4 separate regions of the Sus scrofa genome follow, and regions 1, 3 and 4 are each linked to region 2. The links are chromatin contacts, called in public HiChIP or PLAC-seq and promoter capture Hi-C maps. All regions are on one chromosome and are shown on one strand. Each heading gives the region's core, a stretch centred on a gene start, on an enhancer-like site or on the middle of the called end of the contact. The rest is flanking DNA. Distances are from core to core; before and after follow the strand shown. Region 1 has its middle 74 kb from the start of EEPD1. Region 2 holds the start of EEPD1 (endonuclease/exonuclease/phosphatase family domain-containing protein 1). Region 3 overlaps EEPD1 (endonuclease/exonuclease/phosphatase family domain-containing protein 1). Region 4 has its middle 110 kb from the start of EEPD1.

Evidence for each region. Promoter capture Hi-C pulls out the DNA fragments that hold promoters and counts their contacts. HiChIP or PLAC-seq counts read pairs in DNA pulled down with a chosen protein or histone mark.
Region 1: a contact with region 2 is called in an H3K27ac HiChIP or PLAC-seq map of alveolar macrophages. The contact joins the enhancer-like site here to the promoter of EEPD1 in region 2. A contact is called at or near these places in 1 of 5 promoter capture datasets (fetal skeletal muscle), 4 of 47 Hi-C or Micro-C datasets (liver, mesenchymal stem cells, skeletal muscle and 1 more) and 2 of 2 datasets of contacts at active chromatin or transcription factors (alveolar macrophages and skeletal muscle).
Region 3: a contact with region 2 is called in an H3K27ac HiChIP or PLAC-seq map of skeletal muscle. The contact joins the enhancer-like site here to the promoter of EEPD1 in region 2. A contact is called at or near these places in 3 of 5 promoter capture datasets (fetal liver, liver and skeletal muscle), 25 of 47 Hi-C or Micro-C datasets (adipose tissue, alveolar macrophages, blood and 13 more) and 2 of 2 datasets of contacts at active chromatin or transcription factors (alveolar macrophages and skeletal muscle).
Region 4: a contact with region 2 is called in a promoter capture Hi-C map of liver, with 5 times the contacts expected there. The contact joins the enhancer-like site here to the promoter of EEPD1 in region 2. A contact is called at or near these places in 4 of 5 promoter capture datasets (fetal liver, liver and skeletal muscle), 19 of 47 Hi-C or Micro-C datasets (adipocytes, adipose tissue, alveolar macrophages and 10 more) and 2 of 2 datasets of contacts at active chromatin or transcription factors (alveolar macrophages and skeletal muscle).

What each region holds. Positions count from the first base shown.
Region 1 is chr18:38,020,847-38,025,062 of Sscrofa11.1, forward strand. No RefSeq gene overlaps it. Among named protein-coding and RNA genes, the nearest start is that of EEPD1, 74 kb to the left of the region's middle. Within about 2 kb of position 2,520, at least 9 of the 83 cell types and tissues checked have an H3K27ac peak or open chromatin away from gene starts, as enhancers often do. A contact at or near this core is called in alveolar macrophages and subcutaneous adipose tissue, where this site is marked.
Region 2 is chr18:37,947,507-37,951,899 of Sscrofa11.1, forward strand. It overlaps EEPD1 (endonuclease/exonuclease/phosphatase family domain-containing protein 1), which reads right to left and starts at 1,349. Exons shown (of 8, transcript XM_013985720.2): 1 at 771-1,349; 2 at 1-306. The coding sequence starts at 127.
Region 3 is chr18:37,824,799-37,829,153 of Sscrofa11.1, forward strand. EEPD1 (endonuclease/exonuclease/phosphatase family domain-containing protein 1) reads right to left here. Exons shown (of 8, transcript XM_013985720.2): 7 at 708-902; 8 at 1-322. The coding sequence ends at 123. Among named protein-coding and RNA genes, the nearest start is that of KIAA0895, 110 kb to the left of the region's middle. Within about 2 kb of position 1,558, at least 20 of the 83 cell types and tissues checked have an H3K27ac peak or open chromatin away from gene starts, as enhancers often do. A contact at or near this core is called in adipose tissue, alveolar macrophages, fetal skeletal muscle and 4 more, where this site is marked.
Region 4 is chr18:38,059,483-38,064,143 of Sscrofa11.1, forward strand. No RefSeq gene overlaps it. Among named protein-coding and RNA genes, the nearest start is that of EEPD1, 110 kb to the left of the region's middle. Within about 2 kb of position 2,744, at least 15 of the 83 cell types and tissues checked have an H3K27ac peak or open chromatin away from gene starts, as enhancers often do. A contact at or near this core is called in adipose tissue, liver, retroperitoneal adipose tissue and 1 more, where this site is marked.

The DNA.
Region 1 (4,216 bases), core at 1,270-3,769, 75 kb after region 2:
TCCTGTCCCTTCTACCCTCCAACCCCCACTGAGAGCAGGCGACTTAGGGTCAAGGCTGTTTTGTCTCCCCCACACACACACACACACCCCAGCAAGGCTCTATTCCCAGCTGGCCATATGGGTGAATAATCTTTTCCCTAAAAATAAACAGCAGGCACAGGCTCTGTCCAGATTGGATTTCACCTCTTGTTTTTAAGGCTGTCAATCCGGCAACCAGCCCTGAGCTAAATTATCTTCTTGAAAATCTTAAATGATGAGAAGAAGGCCTCAGGGGTATGAGTTCTTGGCAATGGGACAGTTATGTGGCAAAGTCTCCAGATCTGAAAAATTGAGCAAGAGATTTATCTGAACCACAACTATTTATTCTTGCAAAATCAGCATAGACTCTCGGGACTGTTTCAGCGAGACAGCAACACCAAGATTAGGCAGCACAACGAGGTGAAAGCACAACAATCCAGAGTTGCCTTCTGGATTTTGTCAACGTTACTTTCAGGGCTAACGGTGTAGGGCCTTCATTCTTAAAGGAGAGAACAAAACCCAGGTATAAATTAAAAGGGAGGCAAGCAGGGAGCTCCCATTGTGGCTCAGCAGTAACGAACCCGACTAGTACCCATGAGGATGCGGCTCGGATCCTGCGTTGCCATGGTGTAGGCTGGCAGCTGCAGCTCTGATTCAACCCCCAGCCTGGGAACTTCTGTATGCCAGAGGTGTGGCCCTAAAAAGCAACAAATAAAAATAAAAGGGAGGCAAGGAGAATGTGATGATGGGGAGAGGGTGAGAAGCCAAAAGGGGAAACAGGAAGGTCTGCAGTTGAGGTTTGTGGGTCCCCTCTCTCGGGGCCACCTGCTCCAGGTTCTCCCTGACAATCTAGGCTTTTTCGGGCTGGGCGCATCTTCTAGGTCAGCTCCAGCCCCAAGTATAGACCCAGGTCCTTCATTCTCTCAAACACAACTGACCCAAGACATTTGTGTTCAGCAAATTGACTGAAGCTACAGAGTGACAGAAGAGGATTACGATGCAGCCCAGGAGAACATAGAAACGACGGTGGGGGTCCACCCAGGGGCTTTATAGACCACCAGCTGTGTCGAACCGCAAGGGGGCCCCCTACCGTCGAGGTCTCCCTGGCCGCAGCCTGCAGCCCTGTTGCATGGCTTCCACCCTCAGGAGCCTTCACCCCTCCAGTGCTAATGTTTGCCACCGTCAGCTTCTGGAAGATGCTACTGTTATGTAAACAAGCCCAGCAATTTCGTAGGCTTTGAGTTGGGGTCTTGTCTCTCTTTCTGCCCTTTGGAAACCATCTGTAGATTTCCTTTATTTCTGGGTCCACAGACCTCAGGACAGCATATCTGGTCAGCAGAGTCATGCACCTCCTTCCCTAGTGCCCTTCACCGCTGCCCCAGGCCTGTGGCTCAAGCAGGCCTGAGGTCCTATGTGACCAGAGACTCAACAGGAAGCCTCCTTGTTCCAGAGCAGCTCCCTCCAGGTATTAGAAATACTGCGAGGTTTTAGAAACTGGTGTGAAAATGAATCTCTCTTTTCAACTGCCCTTGTCCTCCCTGCTGGAAGGATCTGGGGAAATGCGGAACGCTCAAAGGAGATGGCTAACTGTGCCCCTAGACTGTGACTTTTTCCTTAGCTGCCACTCAAGTACCATCCCTTACATAAATTTTGTGCCTCATTTAGGGTTGTGAAAGCAGCACAGGGATTTAAGAATTAAATATGATTAGGGCAAAAAAGCGGGCAAGAAAGAAGATCATAAATATTTATACTAAATAAATACCTTACAAATATAAACATACACACACACACACGCACACACACATGCATGGCCAAGCTGAAATTCTAAACTGTCATTGAGGAGTTCCCATTGTGGCTCAGGGGTTAACGAACCCGACTAGCATCCATGAGGACGAAGGTTCGATCCCTAGCCTCGCTCAGTGGGTTAAGGATCTGGTGTTGCCATGAGCTGTAGTATAGGTCGCAGGTGCGGCTCAGATCCTGCATTGCTGTGGCTGTGACATAGGCCAGCAGCTATAACTCTGATTCCACCCTTAGCCTGGTAACTTCGATATGCTGCAGGTGTAGCCCTAAAAAGACTAAATAAATAAATAAGTAAAATAAAATGAAATAAATAAATAAACTTTCATTGGCTGATATCAGCAACTGGGACAGGCTGGGGTTGCCTAGAAATGCAAGGAGGGGAGGAGCCTGAGCTGGTGCTGTGGGAAGGCACGGCCAGCGAAAGGTTATAATAGACTCTTGGATGCCCTTGGAAGAAGGCCGGTCTGCCTATCTCACTCCAACCCGAATTCAGCCCCAAACAGCATGTGCTCCACGGCTCTGGGGTGAGCTCAAAGTTCGCCTTAGATGTATCTGAAAGTGGGTGTGTTGACTCGAAGCAGATGTGGCTCTGGCAGCCCAGGGCCACAGGAAAGTACGAAGTCCTGCTTGGCAGCAGTGGATGATGATCGTACAGCCTCCTTCACTGGCTCCAGGTGGCCAGGCCCATCTACTGAGAACTGTAACCCAGACGCCGGCAAGGCCTCCCTGCCCCTCCAGCTGAGGCTCTGGCCTGCCTCTGCTTTGCCTGCATCAACCAGTGCAAAGCTCAGCCCCCTCACCAATTTCTACCTATAAGAATCCACTTTCGGGAGTTCCCATCATGGCTCAGCAGCAACGAACCCGACTAGTATCCATGAGGACGTGGGTTCGATCTCTGGCCCCACACAGTAGGTTAAGGATCTGGTGTTGCCATGAGCTGAGGTGTAGGTCAAAGACACAGTTCAGATCTGGTGTTGCTGTGGCTTTGGTGTAGGCTAGAGGCTACAGCTCCAATTCGGCCCCCAGCCTGGGAACGTCCATATCCCACATTTGCGGCCCTTAAAAAAAAAAAAAATCCACTTGCACCAAGCATGGCCTGAAGGTAGCCACTTTAGTGACTATTGAAGGGGGTTAATGAGGGGGAGGGGCAAGAGCCCACCCCCACACCCTCCTAGGGGGGACAGGGACCTCTTCTGGGCCCTTTCACTTCAGTAAAAATTTTCAGCTTTGGCCTTGTTCTTGAGGCCTTCCTCTCCTTCCCAAGAGGCAGAACAAACAATTTCTTTCCAAACAGTGTAGTATTTTCTCCAAGAGGAAGTCTGAGAAATAGAACTTCTCCATCTCATTACACAATCACGGCTGGGAGATTTGACAAGGGCAAAGGTTTGTTTTTTTGTTTTTTTTGATGCCCATAGATTTGATTGATTTTACACAAAAACTGGGAAAGGAAGGAAAAGTTCATCCATCAGGAGGCTGTGAGACTCGAGTTTGGGCCACTATTGATTTAAACCTGCTGATCAGGAGCTGGTACCGGGAACATGTTTCTGCATATCCCACTCTATAGATTGCAGTTTACTCAAATTTCATGGCAGTCTAGGATAAAGGCCTGATTTTTTATTTTTTGCTTTTTAGGGCCACACCCACAGCATAAGAAAGTTCCCAGGCCAGGGGCTGAATCAGAGCTATCACTGCCGGCCTATACCACAGCCCAGCCACGTGGGATCTGAGCTGTGTCTCTGAACTACATCCCAGCTCATGGCAACACCAGATCACTGACCCACTGACTGAGGCCAGGAATCGAACCCACATCCTCATGGATACTAGTCGGATTCATTTCTGCTGTGCCACAATGGGAACTCCTGATTTTTTTTTAACTCAATGAATTTTATTACATTCATAGTTGTACAATCGTCATCACAGCCAACATTTCCATCCCAAACCCCAGCCCATCCCTTCCCCAAGGCCTGCTTTCCTGACATGAAATTCAGAGATGCCAGAATACTCTCTCGTTTGAACACAGTCACTTCGTCACTACTTGCTGTTTTGCCTTCGTCTTTGACGATATAGAGTCTCCCCAGGAATTAGCTCACGTCAAAATTCCTTCCAGACTGTCATATTTTTTTGTTTTGTTTTGTGGCCACACCTTCGGCATCTGGAAGTTCCCAGGCCAGGCACTGAACCCCCACCACAGCAGGGACCCGGGCCACTGCAGTGACAACACCAGATCCTTAACGTTGCAAGAGAACTCCAGACCACCATTTATGAATCTCTTTTAAATTCAAAGATTTAAAGTGTTCCCTGTCTGTGATGGGACTGAGGCCACACGGCAAGTAGTCTGTCATTTCTGACCCATCCCCAGTGCTGGCGGTAGCACCACTGACCATCGACAATCGCT
Region 2 (4,393 bases), core at 99-2,598:
TGATGTTGAGCCGCTCCTGGTTCACCAGGATGTTGCTGAAGTTGCAGGCAGCACTGAACTTGCGGCTATGGGACAGGTCTGAGGGGTCCCGGGGGATGGAGCGGTGGCAGCCCAGCGTGCTCCCCATGGCCGGCCAGGATCAGGGGCCCAGGAAGGCCTCACCACCGCAGAACTCGCTGGCTAGAGAAGAAGCCTGGTAGACCTCACAGACGCAGAAAAAGGTAAGGTGAAGGAGTCAGGGCACGAAGTGGGCACCACAAACACTAAATCTCCATGCCCAGAGTGTTCACACTTTCACTTGGCCACCTGGAAAACAAATAAATAAAAATACAAATCGATTGACTCCGTGAATCAGTTGGCATTAGCACGCCAAACTAGAGCTGGAGTCCTTGGCCAGGAGTCCAGCGCTGACGCCTGTCCCGTGAACCACTGAAAACACACACACGAGGGGGCTGGCCCAGGAGGATTTTCCGCTGGTGAGGTCCAATTTTCATCACATTACGATCCAAACTGCTATGAACCGCTCCTCTTGGAAAGAGACCTATCCCCTTCGGCCTACACCTCTTGTCCCTGCCTCTCTCAATTCTCCCAGCCCTGGGGCGCTACGGTAGCCCCCGTTTGGGTTCTCTGGCGGATGGGAGAGCGCGCCCCGTCCCTTGCGCTGACACTCAGCACCACCAGCAACTTGGGAATTTCGCCCTCACTAGTGCGGGCAAAGAGAAGGGGTTTATCGCCCCCCATCAGACCCGCCGCGGGTCCCCGCGCCCCACCTCAGAGCCACTCCTCCGGGCTGTTCTCCTTCCACCTGCGGCTCCGAAGCCTGAGCCCAACCCGGGACAGCGCGGGGCCCCAGTTTTCAGCCCTAGTGCCCACGTGGGGGCAGGTCAGGGATGGGCCGCAGGATCTCTCCCACGCCGCTTCGGGCCACGGGTCCCAGCTCTTCCTGCTGGAGAAACTCTCAGAGTCGCTCTCCCAGAACCGGCAGGAGCTGCAGGGCTTCGCGGAGGCGGCAGCGGCGGTGAAATTCGGCTCCGCGGCAGCACCAAAGCCTATTGCTGCACCAGCGCCGCAGTTGCGTTGATCCAGGCAAAAAAGTCCTGCTCTCGCCTCGAAAGCGGGGTCCGCAAGAACCGCGTCCAGACCCCAGCACCAGAGCCACGGCTCCTGCTTGCTGTCGGTGTCAAAGCCAAAGTCCCGGCCGCGACGCCCGCGCCTCCGCAGACACCACGGCCACGCCTCCTCCCGCGCGCCAACTCCTCCCCGGGACTCGGAGGGCACGTGGGGCGGGGCCCGAACGGGAGGACCGGACCCGAGAGCGCGGAAGCCGAGAGCGCGGAGGCGGGGTCCTGGAGTGCGAGGGGTGGGGCCACGGAGCTCAGGGGTGGGGCCAGGACGAGAGGTGGAGGAATGCGAGCCTCCGGAGTGTGAGAGGCGGGGCTGTGCTGTGAGAGGGCTGGCCCGAGCGCATGCGGGCGGTGAAGGAACACGGAGGGAGGAGGCGGGGCCATGGTGGGAGGGGGCGAGCCCCTGGAGCGCGGAGGCGGGATTGAGACCCTGAAGAGGCGGGGCCGACGCCATGGCGGTTGCGGCGGGTCACCCGCAGGATGTCCTAGGGTCCAGAGCCCAGCTTGCTGCTGGGGGCCCAGAGCTGGCTGTGCTGGATAGAGGCTTTTTAGTCTCGCCCAAGGCGAGACCTGCCCGGCTGCCTTTCGGCGGGCGGCACCCAGGGGTGCAGCAGAGGCGACTGGGCTGCCAGCCCAGTTTAGTCCGCTTTGGGGCGTGGGGACCGGACCAGGGCACTTGCAGTGAGGGAGGCACGCCTGCGGCTCTGGGGCCTTGCTCAGTTCTGTCTGAGAACGTTAGAGAGAGGACTGAAGGGGATCTTTTTAAACTTCTGTCCTGCGCTTTCGGTCTCCTCTTTTACTCTGGAGTATTACCTTTGCACTGCTTACAGAGAGATGTCCTCAAACAACCCTAGTAACTCATTGTGCTACTAGGAGAGGGCGTGCACCACCCATTAGAGATGTGTTCGCTTAGGTCACGTAGTTGCTCATTTGCATGTTTAGCACTCTGAGTAAATATGGATATTTTTACATCTAGTCATTAAGGAGAGAAAACTTGCTAGTTGGAAAAGGAGGCTGCTTCCTGAACTTCAGAACAGTTTTCAAATCAAACCACTTTAAGGACAATTTGATGACAGGTTAAAGAACATGCTGCATTACAGTGGCATTACTGAGGTACTTGATTACACAAACTATGTGGTGATACCATTGCATACTTTGACCCTGGGTATTCATCTGTATTCAACCTCTGAAGTTTCATCACCAAGCAATGTGACCAATGCTTCTTTAAATTCCCCAGGCTAGGTCAGCAAAAACTAAGCCTCAAGGAAGGCAGAGGTACCTCAGATGTGAAAAGACAGCAAGCCAAGCCTTGGCAAAATGTTACTGCCTTTCTGACTGTATACTAGTCAGGATTCCTAATTGCAAGTGACAGAAATCCAATCATACTAGCTTAGACTCCCCTCCCCCCAAAAAAAGGTTCTTGTGCAGAAAAGTTAAGGAATAGATCCTACCTATGTCATCCAGCTCACATGATGTCATCAGGACCTGGTCCCTCTATTTCTTCCACTTGCTCCCCTACCCCAGCACTAGGCCACATTAAGCTACTCCTTTCCTCCTGTAACCCTTCTGTGATAAGGGGAAAAAAGAAACGTTTAATCAGGAAAATCTCTTCAGAGGAGGGAAGAATCTTTGTTGATCAGAAGGCCATGATGAGCCTTTGAGGCTGTGGATGGACAGCCTGAGGGCATTGCTAGTGGGCCAGACATAGATATAACACCTATTTTATTATCCAAACCAGAACACTTTGGAGGTTAAGAAGGACACTCTTAACTGCACTGACACAACAGGCATCCTCTGGTTTCATTCCCTATAAACCTAAATATGTGTTCCCCCTTTTAGAAATGAAGCCAAGAGGTATCTAAACTGCCATGCCCTAAAACAAACAAACATAAACCACAACAGGAAAGCTAAATTTAAAATGACTGATGATACCAAATGTTGGTGAGGATGTGGAGCAATTGACACTCTCATACATTTTCCCTGGGAGTGTGAGAAGGTACAACCACTTTGGAAATCAGTTTGGCAGTTCCTTAAAGAGCGAAACATTCATCTGCCATACAAGCCAACCATTCCATTCATAGGTGTTTACCAAAGAGAAAGGAAAGCATAAAACCCATTGTCTTATACATGAAACTTAATTGGAACTTTGTTCCAAACTAGAAACAATGCAAATCTACCAGCAGAGAATGGATAAGCAAATTGTGATATATTCATACAATGAAATACTACTCAGGGATAAAGACAAACTGCTAATACCCACAATATTGAAGAATCTCAAAATCATACTGAATGAAAGAAGTCATAAAAAGCCATAAAAAAAGAGAGCATATTGTATGATTCCATTTATACAAAACTCTGGAAAATATAACCTAATCTATAGAGAGAGGATGAAGATCAGCAGTTGCTTGGGGATGTGCTAGAGGAATGGATTAAAAAAGGACACAAGGAAACTTTGGGAGATGATGCACATATCGGAGGTGCCATGGTTTCACAGTTGTATGTATGTCAAAACTGACGGAATTGTGTTCTTTAAATATGTGCAACTGAGTGTACTTTGATATACCTTAGTAAAGGCCAGGGGGAAATCTTCAAAAAAATAAACCAGGAATGCTCTTTGCACCTAAAAAAGAGGGAGAGAGAAAGAGAGAGACAGGATTATTTGGGGGAGGAGAGGCAGGTGACCTGGAGTGGAAAGGAGGAAGTTGAAGGGGAAGAAAGAGGTCCAAGAAGGTGAGTCTGGAGCTAACAGAAGAGACCAGCAAACATTCCCCAGTGAGGCCTGGGGACCCAGAAGGTAGGGTACCGGGAGAGAGATAAACTTGTCATTGTTTTTAGCTTGTAAATACTGAAGTGTTTGCCACACAACAATATTTATGATATAGATGTGAACCTTAGGACTTGTTTTCCCAGTAAGAAAAAGCCAGTGCCACAGCTCCAAATGTTGTCCCCTTTACAATTCATTGACATTTGTTCCATTCTTTGAACGGTTTCATCAGGCTTCGATTTCCCCCAAGAAGAGTGGTTTTTGTTTTTTGGGGTTTTTTTGTTTTGTTTTGTTTTTTACTTTTGGTTTTTGGTTTTATCAGTTGGATCACGAGAGAGTTTTGGCAAGGGCCTTCCTCTTGCAAAGTGGCAAATGAGTGTCTTGTGACAGCTGCGGCCATAAAGCAGGGTGATTTTAAAAAAAGAAAAAAGAAAGAAAGAAAGCTATTTCCGGGGTTTCCCATTGTGGCTCAGAGCATTACGAAACTGACTAGTACCCATGAGGA
Region 3 (4,355 bases), core at 308-2,807, 120 kb before region 2:
GGTCCACACAGGGCGCAGGCGGGCGAGGCCGGGGCTGAGGCCGGAGCTCGGGCTCTGCATCTTCACCCGGAGGGCGAGCTCCTCGCCTCCGGGGTTGCGGGTGGAAAACCGACTTGGCGTCATCATCGCTCGTGCTTAATGTTGGCCTCACTTGGCTCTAGGGTGACCCCGCTGCTGTTCCGAGGGCCCTCCTTCCTGCTGCCGTCCTTCTCCGTGTAAAACTCGGCGAGCACGGGGCAGTGTTCCGAAGCCACTCCGCCCCAGGACCAGTTGTCTGGAATCCAAGGGTTCGTGAGGCCTTCTCTCACGACAGCCCAGTGACCTGGAGGCAGAGGGGAGAGGGACCCAGAGGTCAGGCTGGGGGCTGGGAGGTCATAGGCCAGCCGGCAGCGGTGGGGTGGGCTCCCCGACAAGACCCCCCCAGCCATCCTGTCTGCCTGTGCAAACTGTCTCAGCTCAGAACGAGGTCTGTCCAGGACACACTTGCCTTCCCCCGCTGCAGATCAGTGAGTGCCTTTCATTATTTTTCACACCCTCCTTCACTCTTAAAGTGGCTCTGTTTGAATACAGCCACCTAAAAGTTAACCCCAAAAGAGGCCCACAGAGGAGGGAAATTCGCTTGTGGCTTTTATTCAGACCAAATGATCTGAAAGCATCAGTTCAGACGGGTGTCTCTTACTGGTTTCTGAACAGCACTTATGCTTTACCTGTGAAAACCTTCTTTAAGCTTTTACTGATCCAGATGTTGTCCAGCGTCTTCGAGCCTTGAGGATTCTTGGTGCTGATGTTGGTGAAGGTGTGCGCGGGGATCAGGGGGTGGAATTTCTCCTTCCTCAAGATGTCGTAGTCACTGCTGTCTGGCCCCTGGCCGAAATCCCCTAAGACGATCACATCTTTTTCTCCTGGAAGTAGAAGAAAGAAAGTCAGGAATGAATGAGGTGAAATAAACCAACACTGATCACAGCTCCTTTGAGCGGGAGGAGGACTCTCATTTGACTCCCCAAAGTTATTCTCCCAATTTTTCCAAATTCCTTGCGCAAAACCCCGCCTCTTCCCTGCAACTTTAAGGGTAGGTCAGTGACACATCTGGAGATGTGATGCAGAGATCACTGTTGTTCTGGATCATGGGTTCCAAATCTCACAGCATAGAAGGCTTAAAAGTCACACTTAGATATTTAACAAAAGCTCAACAAACACTTAAGGAGCACAGAGGAGACCTCATGGAGATGCAGGGAGAAGTCGGCCTCTACAAGTCAAGGAGAAGAAACCAACCCCGCCCACACCTTGATCATGGACCTTCCAGCCTCTGGAACTGTGAGAAAGCAAGTGTCTGTTGTCGAAGCCACCCAGTCTGTGGCATTTTGTCATGGTGGCCCGAGGAGACTCAGACAAAGTGGAAAGCTTTTCTTTTTAAAGTATTTCAACATTTCTGTCAGAGTTTGATTTACTAGAGTAAGTGAGATAGTTGTGAAGTCTTTTCCAAAGTGAGTAGATCATTCAGGAAGGCCAGATGGCCTAGCTACATTCCCTGGGATTCCCACTGACGGCCCAACTGGACCGTCACTTCCTGTCTCGAGGTTCCCTTCAGTGGAGCCAGGTTACCGCAGGGAACGGCATTCTTGTCACACCCTTCAAGGGAAGCTTTAAGGAAAGCAGTTCATAAACGAGGGCCAAATGCATCTGAGACCCTCAGCAAATCTTTTTCCTTGATGCAAATGTGCTTCAGTAATAATGGCTGGAGAAAGAAATTGAAAGGGAAATAACACAAAGCTACCAGCAGAGGGCACTCGTGCCCTGCCCGTGACCGCCTCCTCCAGGGGGCGCGAGGGACAGAAGCCTTTTCCGCAGTCACAGTGTGACCCACAGAGATGTAATCCCTCCTGCTAGATCACAGCTACCTTGGCACCCAGAGCAGGGCAAGCCCAACCAAGCTGTCTTGAGAAATCAGTGCCAACTTCCCACAGGAAAGCCAACTAGAGAATATTACTACTGACAAGTTACACGTGGCCAGGGCTCATGACCCTCTGCTGAGCCCTCGCAGGGTATCAGGCCCTGAGAGGTGGAAGGGTTTGCTCACATCCCCCAGGCAGCTCTCAAACCCAGGGCTCTTAACAAAGAGCGAGAACAGAAAAGCCCCCCATGCCTGGAGCAGAGCCTGCTGCCTGGCAGACCCTCGATCCACACGTGTGGAATAAATGGTGACAGAGAGACGAGAAAAACCTCAGATTTAAAGTGCAGGGTATTTTTGAAAAGAAAGAAGAGAAAGATGCTACATTTACTGAATATCACGGAAAACGGATATTAAGAAAGATGGAGGCAGAAGGTTCCCACGTAGAGCTTTTTTCACGGGGATGCAAGCCTATAAAGTTTGGACTGGAAAAGACAATTCCGAAACCAGGAGAGACGCTGGTGCCAAGGACCAATAAACTCAGCTCTGTGTAATGTCAGGGATGACAACACAGCTCTTTTTTTTTTCTTTGTCTTTTGTCTTCTTAGGGCCGCACCCTCGGCATATGGAGGTTCCCAGGCTAGGGGTTGAATCCGAGCTGCAGCTGCCAGCCTATGCCACAGCCACAGCCATGCCTCTGTGCCCTACACCACAGCTCATGGCAACGTCAGATTCTTAACCCAGTGAGTGAGGCCAGGGATCGAACCTGCGTCCTCATGGATGGTAGTCAGATTTGTTTCCACTGAGCCACGATGGGAACTCTGACACAACTCTTTTTGAACTGAATCATCCAGGTTTCTTACAACTCATCTTCTTCCTCTCTCTCTTTTTGTTTTACAGCACACCTGAGGCATACAGAGGTTCCTGGGCTAGGGGCCAAACTGGAGCGTCAGCTGTATGTCTACACCACAGCCACAGCAACACAGGATCTGAGCCACATCTGTGACCTACACCACAGCTCGCGGCAACACCGGATCCTTAACCCACTGAGCCAGGCCAGGGTTTGAACCTGCATCCTCACGGATACTATGTTGGGTTCTTAACCCACTGAGCCACAACGGGAACTCCAGTCTTCTTTAGAGGCCACAGATATGCATGGGCCTGAATTCTCCTAAAGGGCCGTTCACCAGGGTGGGCTCCTTAATTGTTTTCTTAGTTTCCAGAAGTGAGGGGAGAACGCGCAGGGCCGATTTCCTCAGAGCCTCTAGACGTAGGGTCTCAGGAGCTGGTCCCCAGTGGGGGCAGGTCTTCCCTGGAGGCCGAGCCCCTCTCCGCCCTGTGTCACTCCTGCTGGTTTGCAGAGCAGGCCCCACCCGGGGCTGAGTTCCAGCAGAGAATGGGGATCCGCCCCCGCCGACGTCAACGGGGTGCACATTCCAGACGAGGGCAGAAAGGCCCAGCGTCTGCTAATCGATGGCTCTGTTTGCCCTGATAGGAAGACGCCTGTGGAATAAAGACTCAGCCTTTGTTTCGGCTGAACCGCCTGCCTCTGCGCATCGATTTAGCCTCGCCGGCCTCTGGGCTGCAGCGCTTCCCGAATCCCGGCTCTGCCGCGTCGCCGGCAGCAATGAGGTCGATGTTAGTTATAAGCAGGGGGTGGCAGGGACATGAGTCACTGTCCCTACCTGGGCACGTCAAGGCCGAGTCAGATGTGGGTCAATAGTCCCCTGGCACCTCGAAACAATACCCTGCCCAGGTTTTCTGACATAAACTGGATGCCTGGCTGGCTATCAGAAAAAACAGCGAGGGCCTGAGGTTATCAGAGAAGGTGGGAACTGGCGTACTTTGTTCAGTGCTTCCGTGTAAGGAAAAGCCGAAGCCTGAGTTTGAGAACAAGGGAAATGTCCACAGATTTAAAAGCTATCAAGTCATCATTTTTCATAGGTTAGAAACTCTTGGGTAAAAGATCTCAACCTAAATAACCTTCTGACTTTTTTTTTAGCCCAAAGGTTCATCATTTTTGTTTTGTTTTGTTTTCTTTTCTTTTCTAGGGCCACAGCGGCGTTTGGAGCTTCCCAGGCTAGGGGTCGAATCGGAGCTCTAGCTGCCAGTCTACACCATGGCCACAGCAAGCCATGTCTGCAACCTACACCACAGCTCACGGCAACGCCAGATCTTTAACCCTCTGAGTGAAGCCAGGGATTGAACTCGCAGCCTCATGGTTCCCAGTCGGATTTGTTTCCATTGCGCCACAATGGGAACTGCAAAGATTCGTAATTTAAGGGGAATGCGGGTCACAGCACCTCCTGGTTCAGAGGTCAGCGGCATACCCAGGTTCATTATTCACAGTGATTCACAACAGCCAAGAGCTGGAAACAACCCGCGTGTCCACTGACTGAGGAAGGGAATAGCACTGGGCCCTAAAAGGAAAGGAAACGCTGACACCACAAACCATGAAGACATAAGG
Region 4 (4,661 bases), core at 1,494-3,993, 110 kb after region 2:
GGAACTTCCACATGCCACAGGTGCAGCCCTAAAAGGAAAAAATGAAAAAAAGAAAAAAAAATACAGAAATTCTGGGTTTTAGAGCTTGTCATCTCTTCTTTCCAGAAAACAATGTTGGAAAAATTGCTTTAAATATTCATAAGGCAAAAATCCCTGATGGAAATTGTCCTCTCTGGACAGTTCCAGTGACCTCTTGACTGACTTCTGACTCTAGATCCACTGCCCCAGTCCACCCCTAAGGCCCAGTGGGTCCAGTCCCCACAATGCTGTCTTGGGCACATTGGTCCCTGGACCAAAAACTGATGGATCCTCATATTTGATGTGACAACATAGATGCTCCTTATTTATTTTCATTCATAAATCTTTCCAGGGCCTCTAATGCTGCTGCCATGCCACTACTAATCGTACTGCTTCTACATCTACTAATGCCTCTGCCAGGTCTGAGCCTGACTATGTGCTGAACACTGTAGGAAGAGGCTTAGGGATTTCATTTCATCTTCTCATCAAATTTAAGAGCTGCAAGTATTGCTGAAATGATTTTACAGGTCAAGAAATCAAGATGCAGCGAAGGCAGGCACTTTACACACGGCTTCAGCACAGGTTACGTGGGCTCCTGTTTAGCCTCAGGTTCATCCCTTCCAGCACCTGTCACAACATGGGATGGTCACGTCTTCATCTCCCCCTCACTCTCAGGGGAGAAGTCAGCTCCAAACTCTGGCTTACTGGGAGAGGGAAAAGAAATTAAGCAGCCTATAAACTGGTAAAGGTACTTAGGAACCTGAGTTGGCAAACAGAAAAGTTACAAATTCTATGACTCAGCCATCCTACAACCAGGAGTACATCCTGAGAAAAGCATCACAGCCCTGAGTACGGGTTTGTCCGTGGAGGAACACCGGAATCTTATTTACACTAGTGAAAAAGTGAAAACAACCCTCATGTTTAATAATAAAGGGCTGATTAAATTATACATACAGTTTATACAACATACCCATATTATAATAATTGCTAAGATATACTGAGTGCCCACCCTATGCCACTCGTCTTTTTAACGGCTCTATTGGTATTAGTGCATTTAATCCGTGTGATGGATTATAGTGTGATCCTTAAAATAAGATTGCATATGGATATTTATGACTTGACAAAATGCTCTTTTCTTATTTTTTTTTTTTTTTATTTTTTAGGGCTGCACCTGTGTAGATGGACGTTCCCAGGCTAGGGATCGAATTGGAGCTACAGCTGCCAGCCTACACCACAGCCATAGCAAAGCCAGATCTGAGCCACATCTGTGAACTACACCACAGCTCACAGCAATGCTGGATTCTTAACCCATTGAGAGAGGCCAGGGATCAAACCTTCGTCCTCATGGATACTAGTTTGGTTCATTACCACTGAGCCACAACAGGAACTCCCATGATATATTGTTGAATGAAAGAAGGGTATTACAAAATCATGTTTAAAATTTTATATTTATAGCAGCTTTATTCAAAGCTGCCCCAAACTGGAAACAACCAAGACGCCATGCAGTATGGATCAATAAACTGGGGGGTATCCAGATAATGGAATATCACTCAGCACCAAAAAGCAATAAGCTATTGAGTCATGAAATGACACAGAAAACACTTACATGCATATTTCTAGGTGACAGAAGCAACCTGAAAAGGTTACGTACTGTTTGATTCCAACTGTAGGCCATTTTGGAAAAGGAAAAACTATGAAAACAGTAAAAAGATAAACAATTGCCAGGGGAAAGGGTGGGGATGATGAAGTAAAGCCCAGAGGTCTTTAGGGCAGTGCAAATACTCTCAATGACACCGTAATGATGGATACAGGCCACCACACACTGGTCCAAACTCACAGAATGTCTTAAACCCAGAGTGGATGTAATGTCAGCAAACCAGGGACTTTGGGGGATAACAATGTGTCGATATAAATTCATCACTTGTGGAGTTCCCGTCGTGGCTCAGTGGTTAACGAATCCAACTAGGAACCATGAGGTGGCGGGTTCGATCCCTGGCCTTGCTGAGTGGGTTAAGGATCCAGCGTTGCCATAAGCTGTGGTGTAGGTTGCAGACGCGGCTCGGATCCCGCGTTGCTGTGGCTCTGGCGTAGGCCGGCAGCTATGGCTCCAATTAGACCCCTAGCCTGGGAACCTCCATAAGCCACGGAAGCGGCCCTAGAAAAGGCAAAAAGACCAAAAAAAAAAAAAAAAAATTCATCACTTGTAACAAATGTCACACTCTGGTGCTAGAGGCTGAGCACAGGGGAGGCTGCACATGTGTTACGGGTACAGGGTGTGTGGGAAATCTGTATCTTCCCTTCAATTTTGCCATGAACCATAAATTGCTCTGAAAAAAAAAAAAAAGTATTTTAAAAAAACCCTACATAGTAGAAGTAAACTGACAGTAGTTAGGTCTGAAAATGGAATTACTGGCTTTCTTTTCTTCTTTGTAACTTCCATAATAACAATCACATATTTCTTCCTTAAAAACTTAGGTCAAGATAAACACAAAGTCAAGGCATTAGATGACCTGAGGACCTGAGGGCCAGAGCAGCCCCAGCCCTCCGCGAAAGGCAGGGTCACATGAACAAATTGGAGAGTGAGCCCAGCTGGCACCACAGCCAGGGAGCCAATGACCCTGGGGCTGACCACATGGGCCCTCAGCAAAATGACCCAACCAGGGCCCCTCTCTGCTGCGGGCTCGGCCCACTGCCCCACTGCTCAGAAGCCCTGCTGCTGCAAGGTCCTGGCACTGGATCACGGGAGGAATCCAGTCACTCTGGCCAGCACTAAAAACAGAGTTCAGGGCCTGACACTCTCCGGATCAAGATCTAAGGTCTTATTCCAGCTGAAAGAGGCCTTCACTGTCTGGCTCCTGCTGACTTCTTGGACTCCGTTTTCCACGGCTCTCCACCCCAGAACTTCACTCCAGAAAGGCCATTTTCTCCCAACTTTCCCGTCAACTTCGTGCACTTTCCTCCCCCTACAGATTTTCCAAATTTTTTTCCAACTGCTCTGCTCCAAAAATATCCTTTCTTTAAAAAAAAAAAAAATTGTTTTAATATTTTGGCCAAGCCTGTGGCATCAGAAGTTCCCAGCCCAAATCCATGCCACAGCGTGACAATGCCAGATCCTTAACCACTAGGCCACCAAGGAACTCCCAAAATATCCCTTGTTTCAAATCTATGGATGATGCTGACGAAACATTATGTTGATGCGACTGCTTTAAACCTAGGGGTGATTGCAATAGTAGTAAAAGCTACTATGTATTTAGCAGTTACTACGCCTTCTTTCAATACATGGAATCGCGTTTAATCTTTGGAGCTCATTTGTGGGCAGGTACCAGTGTCCTTCCTTACAGGTAAGTTATCAAAGACTCAATGCAGTGAAGTAACTTTTCCAAGGACCCGTCATTAATAAATGGTGGAAATAAACCTCAATCCCAGGACGGTCTGTGCAACTCAAAAGAGCACTTCCCCATCCATGCCCTTGTTTGATCCTCTCCAAATCTGTGGGAATGGCTGGGCAGGTAAGGTCATCCCCATTCTACAGATGAGGTCATGGGGGGTTGGGTCTAAGAATGCAGGGCTCCCCAAACCGCCTTGGTGCAGAAAACACTGATGATGCTGATGGCCTAGTCATGGCTGCCTTAATCTGAATTCAGACCAACCTCTCTAAAGTATAGCTCTTCATTCATCAGCGCCCGGGAGAAGCACTCATGGAAAAGTCACCCTCCGGATGGAACGTCAGGTATTCGTGCTCCGTGTGAATAGGTAAAACAGTCTTGTGAAAAAGCACTGCCAATCAGACAGGATCAGACAAGGGATTTGAAGTTAAATGTAAAGAGAAATGAGCAATCGTTCTACTTTTTCTAAAAAATACAAACAAAGAAGCAAAACCCAGTCAGGTCCTAAGAATGGGGAATAGAAGTCTCCCCATTGCAAAGATGTGCCCTTTGACCCCTGTTATTTGGCACTAAAACCACATCCGCGCTGCGCAAGGAGCCCTGTGTTCCCGAGCGGATATGCTGATTGGCCCGGGAACTGTGATTACGTTCAGGTCTAAATAGCTCGTCCCCCATCCTGCTGCTCAGGACCATAAAAAATATCTGATCTATTTCTTCCTTACAAAACATTTCTTGGCCATGAATTTGTTGGCTCAGCCCGGTAGTTTACCTCTTCCCTACATTTCTGTACAAATATGTTTGGTTCATTGTTTACTTAGACGTGGCAACTTTGAGTCATTGTCCCAGGGGAGGCATCGGGTGGCCCAGGAGTGGAACAAATGTTTAGGAAACCCTCAGCCCATGACTCGTGCTATTTCACCTGTCCCTAGAACTGGAGTCTCAGCACACTCCGAGGGGCCCTGGGCTCCGCCAGGCCTCCGTGGCCAGCTCGACAGAGAGGAAGAGGGATTCAAGGTTATTTAAGGTTATGAACCCAACTGGAGGAGCTGCATTGAAAAGATCGCTGGAAGTAGTTTCTTACATATACACTAATTCCTGAATTTCTTTCCTTAGAGGATGCGGCATTCGTAGGAGATGGCATTTATGAAAGAGTATATGCCTGAGCCTTGTGGGTTTCCGTTTGTTTTCATACATGAGTGTCCACTGAATTCAAGAATCAACACCTTCCTGCATAGGTGCTCGGGACAGCAGGGGAGT